Linked DNA regions of Mus musculus: region 2 is linked to region 1. The links are chromatin contacts, called in public Hi-C maps. All regions are on one chromosome and are shown on one strand. The core of a region is the stretch at or near the end of the contact, and the rest is flanking DNA. Distances in the headings are between cores, read along the strand shown.

Region 1 (6,241 bases), core at 2,703-5,202:
AATCTAGAAATCACCTCCCTCCCCACCCCCATTATTGGCCATTTTCACCCTGGAAGAGTGTCTCCTAGAAGGGCTCCAGCAGGTGGAAGGAAAGGGTAAAGTACATATTCCTCACAGGGAGCATTGTGCTGATGGTGGGACCTGCTGCTTTGTATCCTTTGATTCAATCATGTGTGGGTTAAAATAGTTTGAGGTGATTCAAAGTACATGGGAGGAAGTGACTTGAGTGCACCAGGCCCCTTCCTATAAGGTGCCTAACTGAACATCTGTACATTTTGGTTCCTGTGGGAGTTTAATGGAGAGTGTTAAGTCTATAATGAAAAAACAAAAACAAAAACAAAAACAAAAATAAACCCCAAAAACCAAAAACCAAAAACCAAAAAACCAAAACAAAAAACCAACCAGCCAACCAAACCAACCAACCAAACAAAAAAAAACCAAACTAAACCAAAACAAAAAACCAAAAAACATTATTTTTAAGCCTTCATTTTTAAATTGTTTTGTGACTTAAGTAATATGACTGTACTGGCTGGTTTTGTGTGTCAACTTGACACAAGCTGGAGTTATCACAGAGAAAGGAGCCTCAGTGGAGGAAATGCCTCCATGAGATCCAGCTATAAGGCATTTTCTCAATTAGTGATCAAGAGGGAAGGGCCCATTGTGGGCGGCGCCATCCCTGGGCTGGTGGTCCTAGGGTCTATATGAAAGCAAGCTGAGCAAGCCAGGGAAAGCAAGCCAGTAAGTAACATCCCTCCATGGCCTCTGCATCAGTTCCTGCTTCCTGACCTGCTTGAGTTCCAGTCCTGCCTTCCTTTGGTGATGAACAGTAATGTGGAACTGTAAGTTAAAAAAAAAAAGACCTTTCCTCCCCAACTTGTTTCTTGGTCATGATGTTTTGTGCAAGAATACAAACCCTGATTAAGACAATGACGTTCAGTTACTTTAAAATGAAGTCAAAATGGCACTTTGCTGGGCCAGTCCTACGGAGAACAGCCCATGCCTTCAGATTCTATTTTCTTATTTTTTTGTACATTCAGACTGCTTTCAAACAGAGTGTAGCCACATCACATGAAAAGTGGCATGCTTACGTCATTTAATAAAGTGATGGATTGGAAGAAAGATGACCCTAGGACGTTTTTATTTGGAGATTTCAGGTTCCTTAAAAACTACTCAGGAACATAGAAGAACACAGACCATTCTGAACATAGAAAGTCTGGTAAAGACTGGTTCCTGATGTGACACCCTGTTATAGAGAGCATCGAAGACCCACTGTTGGCCAATTGATTAGTTGAGAGGAACCATAACTGAGATTTTTATATAAAATATCATGAATTTTAAATGTCAACAAAAAATCTAATTTTAAAAAGTGATACTCTTCAAGTAAGACAAAAACAGGTGTAGGCCAGATTTGCCCTTGCTAATTATGAATTCCAGTCCTCAAGTTTAACTAATCCACTAGATTAACTACCCTGTGCATTCTGTTCAAGTCTCTATCCAAGGAGCTAAACAGATCAGGGCCAGCACTCTTGTCAGTTCTTACTGTGTGGTTTCTGTACCACCAAGGTTCTCAAAATGCAGCTGTCAATCATCAGAGGCTTGTGGGGCTGTGGAAAGAGTTATGTGGTAGAGAGTGTTTGCCCAGCATGTCCAAGGCCATACATTTGATTGGTAGCACCTCAAACAAACAAACAAACAAACAAACAAACAAATTAAAAAGTAGGAGCATCATTATCCTCTGGGAGCTTGTTAGAAATGCAAATTATCTGGCCCAGCTTCTGCTATCCTGAACCCCAAACTGGGGAAACAGTACCAGAAATCTGAGTTACTGACTTGTAGTAAGCATCGTTCAGTGGCCACTGAGAGCCACTGATTTACCTGAGAATTTAAGGCAGGCTTATTAAACTGACACATATGTACTGAGTAATCTTTGGCTATGCAATATTCCAGGTTGCAAAATGTGTATATGTGTGTGTGTATGTGTGTATGTGTGTGTGTGTGTGTGTGTGTGTGTGTGTGTGTGTGAGAGAGAGAGAGAGAGAGAGAGAGAGAGAGAGAGAGAGAGAGAGAAAGAGAAAGAGAGCATATGTATGTATATGGGATATAAGTGCAGGTATCACTGTGGGAGCGTGGAAGTCAGAGGGAAACTTTTGGGAACCAGGTCTCCTCTACCATGTGGGTCATAAGTAAGAACTGAACTCAGGTCCTCAGGCTTGGTGTCAAGTGGCCTTACATGCTGAGCAATCTCAATGGCCCAACATATCCTTCTAAGACAACTGAAAGGGCTGGGGATGTAGCTCAGTTGGTAGAGGTCTTGCCTAGAAGTCACAAAACTCTGGGTTCATTTCTAGAATAGTATAAAAGTGAGCGTGGTGGTGCACAACCGTGATTCAGCACTCTGAAGGTGGTAGCTGGAGGAGGGTCAAAAGTTCAAGGTCATCCTTCACTAGTTCAGGGTCATCCTTCTATAGTTCAAGGTCATCCTTGTCTCAAAGGCAAACACAGATGTACAGGAGCAGGTGTTCTGAATGAAAAGAAATGCAGTTTTCAATGAGCATGCTTTCTGATCTGCATGGATGGCCACAAATCCTGACGTTTCAATTCTAATACTGTATTTTTGTTTACAGTTACATCCTACAGATGAAGCCAAGTGGGATATCTATGAGAAGACTGGCTAGCACTAAGGAGGTCTGGACTCTTATTTCTTGTCTGTGACTGTCTCTACTCATCTGTCAGCCCTGGACTAATACTGTGAGTTGTGTTTCCTCCCACACTGAGTGAGCAAGTACTCAAAGCTTCTGAAGGCTTTGCAAGCATCTGATGATGTTAAAGGATTGGTGTCACGTGTCTGAGTCTGAACTAAGGCTGCTTCTGTCGTTGACTATGTGCAGATTGTGTATTCACACGCATTCCATTTAGACCACGTGCTATGAGCTCATGTACTAAGCTTTTATAGTAACATTTAAGTGTTTATATATTGCTTTTCATCTTCAAAGCACTTAACATACTTACAAATCCTTCCAGCAACACTTTGAGGTAGCTATGTACTATTAAAACACACACACACACACAGAGAGAGAGAGAGAGAGAGAGAGAGAGAAAGGGGGCAGGGAGTGGGAGAGGGAGAGAGGGAGGGAGAGTTAGAGAGAGAGTTTAATTTATTTGAAGTAATTTACCTTTGGCTGAAGAAAAAAACATGCACTAACATTCAAGTAAAAAAAAAAAAAGCCACACTTTTTTCTTGCATGTATTTAGTGTTCGTGAGGATGTGTCTGAGCATGTGTGTATGTATGTAGGTGTGTGTGTGTGTGGGGATAACTTGCAGGAGTTAGTGGACATGTGCCTTTACTCTCTGAACATCTTGCCAGGTATAAGAATAAAGTACTTCAGTAAGAGGCAATACATTCAGGTCCATGTTAAATTGGATTCTATGTTACATTAGTAGTTATTGTCCACATTTTCCTTTTTTCCAAACAGTCTTCAGATTAAGCTCGGATGCTCTGTGTGAGGTCTCTCTCTAATCTTTCTAGAAGAAGACCTTTTCTGATGTCTACCTCAATGAAGAACAGAACCCCCAGAAAGTCCATACCTCAAGAGTGCTGCTGGAGATGGCAATATATCTCTTTTCCTGTTTATCTCTACTTAACCATAATTAGATGGATATCTATCTAGTGGGATACACTGAGTATGGTGGCTTATGCATGTAACTCTGACATGCTGGAGGTGGAGGCAGGAGGATGAGAAGTCTCAAGGTCATCCTTGGGTACTTAGTAAGTCTGAGGTTAACCTAGGATACAGGAGACTCTGTCTCCAAACAGAGGAACAAACAGTAAAGCCAACACTGTAAAGCTCGGTGTTGCCAAAAAGCAGCAAGCACATGCTGTGGTGTGTGCTTTTGGCTGCTGGCTCAGAGATTTGCAGTCTTACAATTTTTCTGTAACTCACCAGAGAGTAAAGCCTTTTTAGAATAATGTCAAACATATGTTGAACTGTGGTAACCTTTGCTGGCTAACGAAAAGTTACCTCTGAATGGGGTCTGTAATCAGAGTCCACATAATGAAGCTATTGCTCAGAAATGTTAAAGTTTAGTTAGAAAATTCCTAATGACACCAGGAGGGGAGGACAGGGGGAGAGGCCATGTCAGAGTGATGGCAGAGAGACAAGAATGAAAGAGAAGTAAAGGAATGAGCTCTCTGGAGGAGGTTGGTAACTGCAGAAGAATCTCTCTACGGAAGGATCCATCAAGCCTCGGCTTCCTGCAGAGGCACTCAGAAATCCAATGTTTAGTATGGAGAGAAAGCATCTAAAATACCGCTGTAAGAGGGGCAGTAGAGATGGATCAGCATGTAGGGAGATTGTTGTCTAAGCCTCATGACCTTAGCCTGATCTGTGAAACTCATATAAAGGTATAAAAAAGAGACTTCTGAAGGTTGTCTTCTTTTCAATGCTCTGCGGCACACACACACACACACACACACACACACACACACACACACACACCACAAACACACACACATCACAGATGCATATATATTCAATAATGAGACACAAAACGTTCTCTAGTTTAGGTGATTGTCTTCGTAATATTCTACCTGAAAATTTTGTTCTGATTAGAGTTTTTCCCTGCTATCTGCTCTACATATGTATTCACATTTCTATACAACCTGAACTGAATATATTACAATTAGAGAAGAATTTCAATGTCATGGGTATTTGTGAAATGCCCACTTTAGCTATAAAGCTATCAAGTATGTATATGTAACATTATATGTTTCAATTTAAAATTTAAAAAAGGACGGCCTGAAACCAAAGGACTGATGTTTAACAAAGGATTGGGGAAGCTGGGCTTTGCCTTACTGTTTCCAGCCTGTACGGTCTTCTCTTGGCTCCTGCTTTAGGTTTTCTGCCCTGGAACGTGTTAGAACTCTTCTACTCCTACTTGTGAAAACATGAATTTGCCTTGGAAAAGACTCTAGTGTTTTTGTATTCACTGGCTCACCAAATCTGACTTTTTGTAAGTACCAAATGGTTCAATGGGAGGAAAATGTGCTGTAGAAGAGGCAGAGAGTAACCGCCTGCTTGTGTCTGGTCCGATTCAGCCTCTCAGGGATGTAGATAAGGTCCCATTAGCTCTGTGCCTGGTGCTCATCTGAATCTCTGTAAGTTGACCACCTCCCTCCTTCCTTCCCTCCATCCCTTCCTTTCTTGGTGTTTTGAAACAAGGTCTCTAGTACCATAGGCTGCCCTTTAGCTTCCTGTAATACCTATGATGACCTTGACCTGCTAACTTCCCCGTTTCCACTTCCCAGTGCCAGGATTACAGGTCTGTACCACCACTCCCCAAATTTTCTCTTGATATCCAGCTGAGATGCAATTCTCATGCTAATTGTATACTGTTTGTGACTGCTGTGATAACATACCTGAATTATTTTAGGTCACTTTCAAAGGTTTCAGTCCATCATGGCTGTTCAGCTTATGGCCATTGCATACATTACGATAGCTAGCCTGTAAGCTTCCAGAGGTTGTCCTGTCTCCATCTCTCCCATCATTGGGATCATAGACACAGTGCTATGACTACTGTGTCTGGCTGTACGTGGGTATAAGGGATAAGAACCTAGTTCCTCATGCCTGCATGACAAGCTCTTTACCCACTGAGTCACCTGCCTAGCTTGAATTTTGTGTTTTTAGCACAAGATGCTGCTATGTGTCTAAGGTTGTACCTAGTAGTTATGATGTAAGCCAAACTAGCTTTGAACTCACTACAATCCTGTCTCAGCCTCTCCAGTTTCTGGGAGTACAGGTGTTCATCACCATAGCCAGCTTGAGAGTGATTTCTTGAAAACCCAATATTGATTTTTTTTTTCTCCCTAGAGAGGACTGATGTGAGATGCTGACAGGATTTGCCATCACTTTTAAAGGGCCACTTAGGGAAACCAAGTGTGAGAGTGTCCACATGTCCCAAAGATAAGACTCTCCTGTACAGATTTACTAGAATCCCCTATCTCACTGGAGATAACAGGTCTTTGGAAATGGCCAGACCAACAAGAGCAGAAGAGAAAGGGTAAACTTGCAATTCCCAACTCCTCCCATGCATTGACAGTGGAAGAAGTACTTGTGGGCATTGTGCTTGGTGCTCACCACCTGAGTGACAGGCACATGAGTGAGTCAGAGCCTGAAGCTGCCCTAGCATATGATCAGTTAAGAAAAATGTACGTTCTGTGTAGATGTATGTTTGATTATTTAA
Region 2 (6,241 bases), core at 959-3,458, 360 kb after region 1:
ATCACATTGTCCCCTTTGTGGTTCCTATCATGGCACTGTAAATGTGTGATGCATTTTGTTCCATTCTGTTCACAGTGTTCATCAGAAGACAGGATTGGGAGGGTTTCTGTACATTTTTCTCAGGATAATCTCTTATCCAGGGAAAGATGTGAGATGCTCGTTTTCTAATCCAAATCCATGGCAGTTACTATTAGAGGGTTGATACCTGATCAAGATACTTTCAACTCTATATGTTGTACTCTTGTTTTCCCTTTTGGGCATGCCTATAACCATTACTTTACTCTATGATCAACTAACTCAGAGGTTCTCTGCCTGTGGATCAGGATCCCTTTAGAGATTGGACAGTTCTTTCTTAGGGGTGTTCTACAGACCATTGGAAAACATGGGTATTTACATTAGGATTCATATGAGTAGCACAATTATAGTTGTGAAAGTAGCTATGAAAATAATTTTATGGTTGGTGGTCACTAAAGCATGAAGAACTGTATTAAAGGGGCATAGCCTTGGGAAGATTTAGAACCAGTTATCTAACAAGTCTGATGACCCTTCCCCTTCTTTCCAACACATACCATGTTTGATGTCCCAGTATGGCCCTTTCTATACCCTCTTCATCACTTTTGTATTAATCCATTTCTTATTACTGTAACAAAATATTTGAGACAAGGTACCTTTATAAAGAAAATAGATTTACCTACTCTATTAATTGGTTTTCTTATTTTCTGAGGGAAAGGAGTATAAGTCTTTCCTATCAAAGCTATGTCAGCAGGATGCAATGTCACATTTCACCTGGAATCAGGAAGCAGAGTGGGATGGATGCCAATTCTCAGTCTAATCTAGATAACCCCTCAGAGGGATGCTAATAAGTGACTTCTTTGGGAATTCTCAGTCATTCTGAGTTGACAATCAGTATTAGCCATCACGGTTGCCTCGCTTGTTGTTTTAGAGACAGCAAGCTCAGGAACAGCACTGGCTCTTAGAAGATCCTCATGGGGAGAGGATGGTGAGAGTCACATGCAGGAGAGACAAATGACATCTCAATATACAATCTCCTCTTAGGACATAGTCTCACTAACCTCAGAATCTCCCACCAGGATAATGGTCCATATGAACTCTATGTCACCAAACCAGGAGTCATGCTCTAGACATGAAATTTTAGGGAATGTGTTTAAATAATATCATCACAACTATGTGTGAGTCCCCCAATGTGTGTTATATACCTCTGTGGTGGCTAACATGTATCCCACAGTATTCCTATGAACTTCACGAGATCTCTCTCTCTCTCTCATCACTTCTGCTTCATCACCTGTGTCTACCATAGAGACAGATTCTGGATGTATCTGTGTATCAGGTGCTTAGGATATACCATTGAAAGAATAAGTAAGGTGACATTCGAAATCAACTCTGTATAGCTCAGACATGGATTTATCCACATCAGGAATGGATGCTGAGTTCCCTTGGCCAGTTTCTACACACAGATGTCTAAGCTCTTTTGTATTATATCCAGTAAAGCCATATTAAAATTAGTTGAATAGCACATCAAAATTACTTCTATCTTTACCTTTGTAGTAGGTATAGTACATTGGTCCTCAGTAAGACCTTACTGATGGAAGAAAAGCTAATCTTGAAATAGGGTCAGTTCCAGAAGATACTCTATCCCACTAAGGTTGTAATTCTTTGACAGATCAGTCCTTTGGTAACTACTGATAGTCGTCATGTGGAAAGGCTAGTTCCCTGTAAGTTTCCTATCTCCCCCTTTGTTCTCAGCTCATCAAAGTCATGAAGATTTTTTATTTTTCTATTTTTTTTTTTATTTCAAGTTCTCAGTGAGGTGGACTGTGCTGTCTGGGTCAGGCACCATGTTTTGTTTTTTTGTTTTTTTGTTTTTTTTTTATTATGTACAACTCTGAAAGTGTACAGAAATTCAGAGCTTTCCAGTTGAGAAATGAACACTTTCCACATCCAAAAGGGAGCCACAGACATTCCTCATTTCACTTATAAAACACAGCACCCATGGCTGACCACAAAGCAGAAGATTTAGCACCCGTCTCTTCTGGGCCTTTGAGACTTTTTTCCCCTCTCCTCCAGTCCCTTTTTGTGCCTCATGGTTTTGTGTTAACCTCAGAGCTGCAGACATGTCATTGAGAATAGATTTATATATATGGGCTAAGAGCAAGAATGTTGAAATCATTTCTTTCTCAAGCCTCAGAGATAGATGACAGGTCAAGACACTTTACCTCATAGCCAAACATACTGAGGCACCGAGCAACATACCAGTGATTTGAATTGTGTGTGCCAAAAGTGCTTGTTCAGCACTAATGAGAAATAGGAGAACAGGATCAGTTTAATCTCATATTATTAAATTAAAAGAGAGAACAATGCCAAGGTTATGACATGAATTGACATGACAAAAAACAATCAGAGTTTTTCTGGTGTCTAACCCACTGTTTTCAGGCTTTGTGGAATGAGTTGTGAATGAAGTATTTGCCTTTAGCTTGGAATTTCCTGGCATTCTTCAGCTTGTGACACAGACTTGATGTGATTAAACAAAAGCTTTTCCCAAAATTTAAGGTTTTTTTTTTCTTTCTTTCTTTCTTTCTTTCTTTCTTTCTTTCTTGTTTAAAGCTGAACCTAATACTCTGTAACTCATTTTTAAATGAGAGCAGATGCTTGAGCTCCAGGAGCTGACGGCCAGATTTTGAGAAATAAATGAAGGGTAGGGTGTTCTGGTAGAGGGAAAGAGAACAGCCATCTATGCTTGTCCTTTAGCACTAACCCTGTCTCTCCCCCAAACTCCCCCAGGGTTTGGCAGCAGCAGAGCCCTCATCTTCCACAGAATAAAGCTGAGAGGAGGGTGGTTTCCCTTGGGATGCATTTTGCTTGGATCACCAGAACCATTTCCAGAGGAAGCACAGCCTAAGATCCAAGCTCACTCAGTCAGCCACAGCAAACACTTGTCCAACAAAACAGAGTGTGCTTGTGTAACAGGTTAATGGTGAACATGACAGCCATCATGGCTGCTCTCTCTGTTTCTTTCTGATTTTGACCTCCTGTGATGCTGAAAGGAAGCATCTTTTAGAAGGAGCCATCCAGAGTTAGGGCACAGTGGGGATGTTGAAAGTAGGACTAAGCTTTTCCAAAAACCAACAAACTTTCTATCAATAAAATCCACAATTTCTCTGCACATATGTAGGAGAGGACTGACTGCCTTATTTGACACCAGTGTGAGGGGATGTGCCCAATTCTGTAGAAACTCAATGACCCAGAGAGGGAGGATGGAGGGCACCCTTTCAGAGGCAAAGGGGGTGGGAGATGGGGTGAAGAACTCTGGAAGGGGAATCCAAGAAGGGGAAACATTTGAGATGCAAATAAAAATAATAATTAACAAACCTGTAATTTCTTGTGCACATATTTTTTTTGTTGAAATTTATACTAATTTATCTATCTGATGAGGATCATTGGACCTATTATTTGAAAGCAAATACTGTTCACACCTTGGCATATGCTTAAATAGTATGTGTGTATGTGTATGCATACACACACACATATATATGTCTATATATGTACATATAGGCATGTATGTTCTGCTTATCATGTGAGAATTTTCTAAATTCTACCTTATTACTTCATCCATAAATTATTAACTTCTCATGTTTTAATAGCTCTAATTAATATATATTAAGGTACAATAAAAATGTATGTTATGAAAAGCACAAGAATTTATAGTCATTTCCAGCCAATAAACTCAGTTTGTAATGGTTCAATACTTGCTTTTGTGAATACTTAATGAGCAATCCTTTCAATAAAGAATTTATGTATGAAATGTTATATTTCTAATTTGTGCTTTGAACACCTACACAGCATGGGTCATCTTTCTTTGACACTCAAAGTTCAAAGCAACTAGTATTAACATGGTGTTGAAAGCTGCTACAACTGATTTAAGTTTTAGTATGTCATCTTGAAGAGCATTTGAGGCCACCTAAAATAGAAAACATGAAACTCAATGGAGTTCTGTCCAGAAACACTACTACAGATAGTTTTTAACTTCACTAAATATTGGTGGATTTAAGGGATTACCCAATGAAGAATAATTTCAATTGCCTTCTGTAATATTTTTTTTTTAAAAAATGATAGATGTGGGAATTATAGATTCTGCCCCAAAAGATGTTAAGTGCAAGGGCAGAGTGTTTCTCAGAAGAGCAGGGTAACTTAGCCATGAGCTATCAGAGATCACAGGTAACCTGAGTCTCTGTGAGTCACTTCCCCTTAACTTGCCCCTGAAGTGTTTTTCTGGGGTTCCATTAAAGCAACCACCAAAAACATCGTCTATTATCCATTCAGCTATAGCCATGTCTGTCTCTCCAATGCTCTGCTGACTGCACAAGGGAACATTGCTGTGTTTCTGTTGCTGTACCTTACCCTGGCAGGCTCCATTTTATTTTTATAATTTACGTATTTTATGCTAGTGTGTGTGAGTGCGCGCGCGTGCATGCAGGAGCTCTGGGAGGTCAGGAAAGAGCATTGGGTTCCCTGGAACTGGAGTTTACAGGTGGTTGTGAGCCATAATGTGGGTGCTGGGAACCAAAGGTGGTCTTTTAAAAAGTGGTAAGTGTTCTTAGCCACTGAGCCACCTCTCTAACCTGAAGAGACTCCATTTTAGAAGCAGTTTTAACTCCATTTTGAGAATGGAAGATGCCTGGGCCCACAGATGCTATAATGAACACCACTGTTTGTTAGACATCAACCAAGTAGCTCTAACTGATAAATGTTTTTTTTTTTTCTTCTTGATAGCAGAAAAAGTATAAATGTATGGAGTAAATTGAGACTGTAGGAATGTATCGGTATATCAAAATCATATCAAAGAAACGAAGCCAGACATCAGTGGGTAAAAATGGTGTAAAGTCATTGCATAATTCTTGCAACACAATGGTCATTTAGCACTGAAATAGCAATAGACCTACACCAATATGTCATCTTGCAGCTGGTGTATATGTTACAGACTGACAAGCAGAGAATCCCTGACTGTCCTTAGGCATCAGCTCAGACCACTCCCTTATTGTTGTTCAGCCTTTGCGACTCCCTCTGCCTTTGTACCTTGTTGCCATCTAGATCTGAACCCACTATTTCCTGCTCTGACTCAGTTCTTCCCTTATATCTCTGCAGTTGACTACACCTTCTTTCTGAAAGCGATTCTCTCTGGACCTGATCCCTACAGCAACCACTTCCTCATAGGACTGGGTTGGATATCTTATTAATAGACGCTACTTGAATTTCTCCCATTCAGCTTCTGAACCTCTTGAACTCTACTGAAGCCGTTTTGACTTTATGTATCCTGTAGACTACATAGTTGCACATATAGGTATATTGATTCTGGCTATGTAATTTGAGGCCTAATACTAGTAATTAAGATTGAAATAAAAGGACTTGGTTTTGGCTAGCTGGGTTACAAAAGCAGGTGGAAATATACAGCAAATTGTTGCAACTAAAATTGCTGCATCTAAGCTGGGTGGGGGTAATACAGGCCTTTAACCACAGTGCTTGGGAGGCAGAGGAAGGCAGATCTCTGAGTTTCAGGCCTGCCTGTGAATGCCAGTACAGTCAGGGTTACAGAGAAGAAACCCTGTGTTAAAATAAATAATTAAATAAGAAAAAGAAAGAAAAAAAGACAGGAACAGAGAGAGAGAGAGAGAGGGAGAGAGAAGAAAAGAAAATTAAGTTGTTACATCCTGTGAATTTGTTGTTATTCAAATAATTCTGACATTGAGGAAAGGCATTGTTTGCTTCTCCATGTTTATTGCATAGCATGCTCACATTGTTAATTTTTCCTACGTCTGTTTATTGTCCATTTCCTGCTATGCAACACCCTGCCTACCCGACTGGAAGATACTTGTGAAAAGGAATCTTGGCTGATTTTAGGCAGTATGTACATGATAGGTCTCTTGGGTCAAGGATCAGTATTCCCATTTTCCACTTAACTCTTCCTCTAATAATAAGCAAATGTCAGTCCCAATGACATGGTAAGAGAAGAGAAGGAAGGCTTCAAATTTCCTTCCATTCTCTAACCTGTGGAATCACCAGTCACCACATCAGCGTGTGCAGGAAGAGGCCAGTGTGAGGACACAGGCATCAGAGTATCATTGTACTATTGGAGGTAGTGTGTTACAAGAAAAAAGAAAAGCACATGTAAGATCCACTTCTAGAGTCTTATGCATTGCCTTACTCCACCTTATAGCACCAAGCTGCC

The links. Hi-C and Micro-C count contacts between places; a contact is called where the count stands out from the background.
Region 2: a contact with region 1 is called in a Hi-C map of uterus, with 4 times the contacts expected there. The contact joins two enhancer-like sites. A contact is called at or near these places in 2 of 484 Hi-C or Micro-C datasets (the 3T3-L1 cell line and uterus).

What each region holds. Positions count from the first base shown.
Region 1 is chr10:37,237,994-37,244,234 of GRCm38.p6, forward strand. No RefSeq gene overlaps it. Among named protein-coding and RNA genes, the nearest start is that of Gm26535, 78 kb to the right of the region's middle. Within about 2 kb of position 3,953, at least 47 of the 459 cell types and tissues checked have an H3K27ac peak or open chromatin away from gene starts, as enhancers often do. A contact at or near this core is called in uterus, where this site is marked.
Region 2 is chr10:37,600,908-37,607,148 of GRCm38.p6, forward strand. No RefSeq gene overlaps it. Among named protein-coding and RNA genes, the nearest start is that of Gm31330, 170 kb to the left of the region's middle. Within about 2 kb of position 2,209, at least 41 of the 459 cell types and tissues checked have an H3K27ac peak or open chromatin away from gene starts, as enhancers often do. A contact at or near this core is called in uterus, where this site is marked.